2 separate regions of the Rattus norvegicus genome follow, and region 1 is linked to region 2. The links are chromatin contacts, called in public Hi-C maps. All regions are on one chromosome and are shown on one strand. Each heading gives the region's core, a stretch centred on a gene start, on an enhancer-like site or on the middle of the called end of the contact. The rest is flanking DNA. Distances are from core to core; before and after follow the strand shown.

Evidence for each region. A called contact is a pair of places that touch in the nucleus more often than the background predicts.
Region 1: a contact with region 2 is called in a Hi-C map of liver, with 2.1 times the contacts expected there. The contact joins two enhancer-like sites. A contact is called at or near these places in 3 of 12 Hi-C or Micro-C datasets (the A7r5 cell line and liver) and 1 of 1 datasets of contacts at active chromatin or transcription factors (oligodendrocytes).

The regions. Positions count from the first base shown.
Region 1 is chr6:96,284,916-96,287,887 of GRCr8, forward strand. Daam1 (dishevelled associated activator of morphogenesis 1) reads left to right here. Exons shown (of 24, transcript NM_001108030.1): 24 at 1-1,134. Among named protein-coding and RNA genes, the nearest start is that of Gpr135, 80 kb to the right of the region's middle. Within about 2 kb of position 1,531, at least 3 of the 93 cell types and tissues checked have an H3K27ac peak or open chromatin away from gene starts, as enhancers often do. A contact at or near this core is called in liver, where this site is marked.
Region 2 is chr6:96,134,039-96,137,045 of GRCr8, forward strand. It overlaps a transcript of Daam1 not described here. Among named protein-coding and RNA genes, the nearest start is that of Daam1, 47 kb to the right of the region's middle. Within about 2 kb of position 1,328, at least 18 of the 93 cell types and tissues checked have an H3K27ac peak or open chromatin away from gene starts, as enhancers often do. A contact at or near this core is called in liver, where this site is marked.

The sequences.
Region 1 (2,972 bases), core at 281-2,780, 150 kb after region 2:
AGAGTAGTTTTCCCTATTGCACTACAATATTATTTACTCACTAAACTGAGGTTTTCAGTAAAGTATCAACTGTTTATTAAGCACTTACTATGTACCGGGCATAGTAGAGCTATAGTGGTAGTAAGCAAGACAGAGTCCCTGCCCACCAATGAATTCTCACTCTAAATGGGGTTTTCAGGGACGGTAGAATACCAGTGTGCATAGTACACAGGAACCATACTATTTAAAAAATAATCTCTATGGACTATATTGTTTAGTGCAGATGGCAAGGGATCTGTGCTGTGTGAAAGCTGTGAAACAGTGCTCTAAGAATTGTCAAGAGCTGTGGTTTTTACATTTTTTGTTTTTCTTCATCACATACTTAGCAACTTTTCTACCCATTATGTAGAAGCAAATAGCTCTTCACTAAGGCAGTCACAGGTGCAAAGCAGAGCTGACTCTCCCAGCCCCGAGCTAACCCCAGTCTGCAAGCATCCTGGCAGTGGTGCCGATGCAGACCTGGCTCGGGCCAGCCTGGGGAGGAGGAGCGGGGTGGAGTGATGGATTTCACTGTTCCTGATCTAAAGTGCCTCTTTGTATATTCTTTTCTATTGATAGCAGGAAAAGTTTGGTCCAGCTCAGTTTTGGAACTGTGGAAAGAGACTCACACCAGAGAGCAAGTCTGTGTCGCATGTCCCCTTGCCTTTCTTAGAATCCTCCTCACTTCCATGTAGCCCTCCTGGTAGGCCACCTTTGCCCTTCCCAGCTTCCGGTTTATTTTCCTAAAGACTGTGCAGGTAACTTCATGTGCCATTGTTACAAAAAAAAAAAAATGGACTTTTTAGACTGGTGCTGGTGTAAGTAGTCACTTTTCTCTCTTGAGTATGTATTTTAAAGATTTTTTTAAATAATGCCAAAAAAAGAAAAGCATTATAATTTCTAAACTTAATCAATGTCTCGTATCTTACTAGCTTAGTAGTTGGACCCATTTAGTCTTTAGATGCAAGACTGTTGTTACAGAACCAAGGGAAAAAAAGGTGTCGTGTGTGCTATGAGACTGTACATTTTTTTAAATAGCAATATGCAATAAAGATGACTTCACTGGGTTTACGGATGTGTTTTCTATGTATTATTAAAATAGCAAGGTTAGACATCTTAGTGCAATCTATCATGGAGTTTAAATGTAGCGTGTCAGCGAAGCAGATCTGTGTATGTATTTCTAAGTGTGCTTACTCTGGAGCTAAAGGAGCACAGGTCCCAGTGCAGCGGTGTTTCTCTATCCAGGCTGCACTGCTGTCTCTCTCTGTACTGTTTATGGGGCACGTCCATGCGTCTGAGTTAGGTGCAGCTTCCGTCTCCAACATCAGCACCTGTGTGTCGTGAGACACCGTGATGTGCATCAGTATGAGAAACACTACTGCGTGGAGGAAGACGTCGCCTCCTTTCACCTCACTCCATTCTGAAGTCAAGCTGAAAACAACCATCGAGCCCGCCACCCTCTGACCTTCCTGATCTTCGGACTCGGTGTTCTGATTCCTGCCGCCAGCTTTGTTTGCCATTAAGTTACAGGGTAACTGCACAGTACTAAAGCTGCTCTCTGCTGCTGGAGTTGAGGCAGGAGAGACATCTGCAGGTCAGACCACCCTCCTGCAAAGCAAGCACACCATTGCCTCCTGTCTGTCCGTGAGTGTGGGGCTACATGCCTTGCTAGCCCTCCATATGTGGGTAAAGACATGATAAGACGTGAAGGCTCCAGATCATTATGGTCAGTTTAGTCTTCACTCACCCAGCCGTGGCGGTAGCTGGGGGGATGATCACTTCTAGCAGAGTCCATCATGTGACCCATCTAGAACTTTGCCCATTTTCTGCAGTCTGATGTGGATTTATATGCTGTAAATTAGATATGTGAGGCTGTGTGTGTGTGTGTGTGTGTGTGTGTGTGTGTGTGTACAAGTTTGTTTACACTTATATGGGCATGCATATGAAGTCCTGATATAGTAATCAATTTCCACCATATTGAGGCTGTCACCAAACCCAGAGTTTCACCAGTTTTACCTTGCTGATTCTGGCTAGCCTAACTTATTAGGGGAATCTCTTATTTCTACCTCCTGAGTGCTGGAATTGTAGGCCATCACAATACCTGCCCTGTTTTTCCGTGGAATCTTGGGATCTTCACTCCAGTCTCTGGACCATAAAGGAGGATCCATCTCTCCAAGCCAGTTTGGGCACATTTGTATGGTCATAATCATTTCAAAGGCCAGATTCTGGAAGGGAAAACTTTCAGGTGTTTCCATCAGGTGGAGACCACAGGAAAGGCTGAAGGCTGGGCAGCTCCCTGCTGGGTAGTTGGGTAGATGCCAGCTTCCTCACGGTATTCGAGGTAACAGACTGGGACTTCCTGCCTCTGGTTCATGTGTGGGCTCTAATTACTGAGTTCTGCTTATTACATTGTATTTATATTGTGTTGCATCTCCATATCTGTATGCCCCCTCCCAATGATATGAACTTTGCTTAAGTTTAAACATTTTTTGAGGGGACTGGATAAATAGCTTAGCGATTAAGAGCACTTACTGCAGGGAAACCAATAATTCTACCTCTGGGTGTCTATTAGAAAAAGGAAACATACATGCACAGAGAAGAAACAGTACTGATATGCAGAATGGGGCTTGAGAGGGGGCTCAGTGGTTGAGAGCACTGGCTGCTCCCACAGAGGGCCCGGGCTCCATTCCCAGCACCCACGTGGTGGCTCACAACCCTCTGTAACTCCAGTTCCAGGGGGTATGACACCTCTTCCTGGCCTCTTCAGGCACCGTGCACACGTGATACACAGACAGGAACCTGCAAGGAAAATATTCATGCACATAAAAGAAATGTTTTGACATTATCCAGACAGTGAAGAAAATGCCCTAGCTGCCCTTTGATCTCGTCCCTGGCACTTTTTTATCGTTTTTTTTTTTTTAATCACCTGTGTTTCCATGGTATCAAACAAACAA
Region 2 (3,007 bases), core at 78-2,577:
CAGTGCTTGTAAACATTGAATGGCATGCGTGCATGAGCGCTTATTCTTCAAGTACCACAGGTCTCACCCTGCCCTTGTGCCACGTGCACGGCCATTTACTTCACAGCATTCTCTCTTTACTTCCTTGCCCCTGATAACATTAAATGTGTAATTCTATAAAAATATTTTTACATTATGGATCGCATGTGCGTGTGCACGCATGCGTGTGCACGTTTGCTGTCTGTAGCTATGTTAAACACCACGACCAAGCGACTTGGGAAAAGAGGGTCTGTTCCATCTCATAATAAAGAGACCATGCCATCGTCTGTCTTGGAGAGAAGAAAGGCAGAAACTGGAGTGGAAACCATGGAGGACTGCTGCTCACTGGTTTGCTCTTTCTTTGTAGCTCAGCCAGCTTTGTTATCTAGCCTAGAGCTACCTGACTGGTCTTCCTACATCAATTATCAATCAAGAAAATGCCCCCACAGACATGCTCACAGGGCAGGGTGACTGAGGAGACTCCCTCTATAACTCTGGGCTGTGTCAACAGCTGATGCTAGCCCGAGAGAGGGAAAGGATGGATTTGACTGCAAATGCAAATTCCATGATGTCCGTGAGTACCTGCGGAGGTCAGAGGACACCTCAGAGAGTCAGTCCTCTTCCACCCTGTGAGTGCTGTGACTGAATTCAGGTCATCAGTCTTACCTGCTGAGCTGTCTCACTGCCTCAGGGATATAATTCTTAATTGAAACCAAATGACACTCAGATGAGGTTCGTCAAAGGTTTATGAACCAGTAGTCCTCTGGCAAACAGTCCTTTCTTCTTCTCTGGTCCCTTGTTTCTCAACACATTGAACACTGGCCTGGATAATGCTGTTGGGAGGGGGTCTCCCTAGTGCGGTGTTCAGCCGCACCCCGACCTGCATCCATGCATGGATCCATGCTTATGGTGCCCCTCCACTGTTGCAACACAACTTCAAAGTCAGACATAGCCAAGCATCTCCTAGAGGATAAAATTGCCCTTGTGGAGAGTGAGCGAGAAGATTTTAAATGGTCCAAGGGCTTTAAACATTGAAACAGGCTTGCATGTTTAGGGGATAAACTGGATTTCTTTTGGGAAATGGAGTTGCCCCTGCTGGTTTTATTTATTTGGGCAGTTGGTTAAAGCCAAGAGAAAGGTCAGGGGATTAGAGCCATTGGGGTCATTTCTCCATTCTTCCATGACCATAGCCTGGGAAGCCAGCCACATTTTAAGATATGTCCTTGGTCACAACAGGGGACCCTGTGAGACACTGGTTCTGGCCAGGGAAAGCCCACCAGCGCCAGTGAGTAAACAGCTTTGAAGCCTGTGGCCTGGGTTTGTAGGTCAGTTACCTTATCTCTGGATAAGGAAGACTAGGCTTTGGGGAAAGGGAAGCCAAAGCTCTTGCTGTTGTCAAAGGCCAGCGTGCTTTAAAAACAGCTTTAGCCTTTAAAAGCCACAGCAACAGCTTGTCCCAGAACAGAGAAGCGCCCTGACTTGTTCCCCTCCCACTCCCCAGACAAGAATGTCTTTCAAACTTCACTTGGGTTTTGGCACCCTCCAAACTTGCCTTTCAGAGTTCAAAGTGAAAATGTTGTCGCACTTTAATTAACTGACCCAAGATCCTCTTTTGGTCACTAACGTAAAGATAATGTGTGAGGAGGCATGGCTTCCATTAAACAGTTAGCCAGCACTTAGGGAGATGGCTCTGATGATGACATGCTTGTTGGGCAGGGCAAGTGTGAGGACCTGAGTTTGAATACTTGACACCCACCTAAAAAGACACAGATAGTGTCAGCCTATAGTCACAGCTGGGGAGGTAGTAAATCTCTGAGTGCACTCCAGATTTAGTGAGAGACTTAGCCTCAAAAAAGTCAGGCAGAGAGCAGAGTAGAAGGACATATGGCATTGACCTGGCTACCCATGCACACATATACACACATACACGCACATATACACACATATACACGCACACACATGCACACACACGCGTACACACACACACACATTTTACAGGTGAATGAGTACATATGTTACCTGCAGACCACACACAAAATTAAAAACAAGTCAGCCATAGTTCCTTCTCAGGAGCTGTGTGGACTTTTGAGGTCATCTGCACCCCTCCTCGGGGTCTACCATGTCTGTTCTCCAGCTGGCCATTAGGCTTTCCCGGGCTGACTTGAGAAAGAGATGCATGAGGAGACTGGTTTGCAACACCTAGGGCCCTAGCTCCAGGACTGTCACAGTCACCCTAGAAAGTCCTAACATGAAAATGTGAGAAGATCAGGAGAGCTTGGGTTTGGGAAGTGTGGGTCTAGTTGCACATTGTGTCAGGCCATCTGTCTGTCTGTCTGTCTAAATGTTAACTCTCAGTGTTTGTATTCATTTGTATGAACTTTGTAAACCTTTTTATTTAGAATTTTGCATATGTGAGGAAGGTGTTTTTTTTTTTTTTTGTGGGTGTCATAGTGCATATTGTGTGAAATGTTGGACTCTGTGCTTCTAATAAGTGTGGGGCTTTATCATATTTAACTGAAACCTGTAAGTACCTGGAAATTCTCTTTTCCCCAAGATCCTTTCCTGGGAGGCTTCCATGCACCCTTTAACAAATCATTTGTTTTTAAAAAAAAAAAAAAAGGTAACAAACTGCCTAGTCACAAATGCTTAACACTAAGCAGGGTCTTTGGGATAAAGCTGGGCAGTGGAGTAGTCACGAGTGCTCTTCCTAGCCTCTGTTCTAGAGGAGACCCAGAAGTGATCTAGAAAGCTCTTAGCTATTTCACAGCTAATCCAGGCCCTGAGAGCTTCCTAGCTGACTGCTCCGCAGAGCAGAGCACATCTGGTGCTGCCGTTTCCTTCCTGAGCTGGCACCTTTCCAGCACATCCCCACGGAAGAGCTTGTCTTTGCTCAGAGTTATAACCACCAAGTGGGGAATATTGCTTGATTGGTTGATTGATCAATCAATTGTGTCTGTGTGCGTGTGTGTGCCATGGCACACATTGTGAG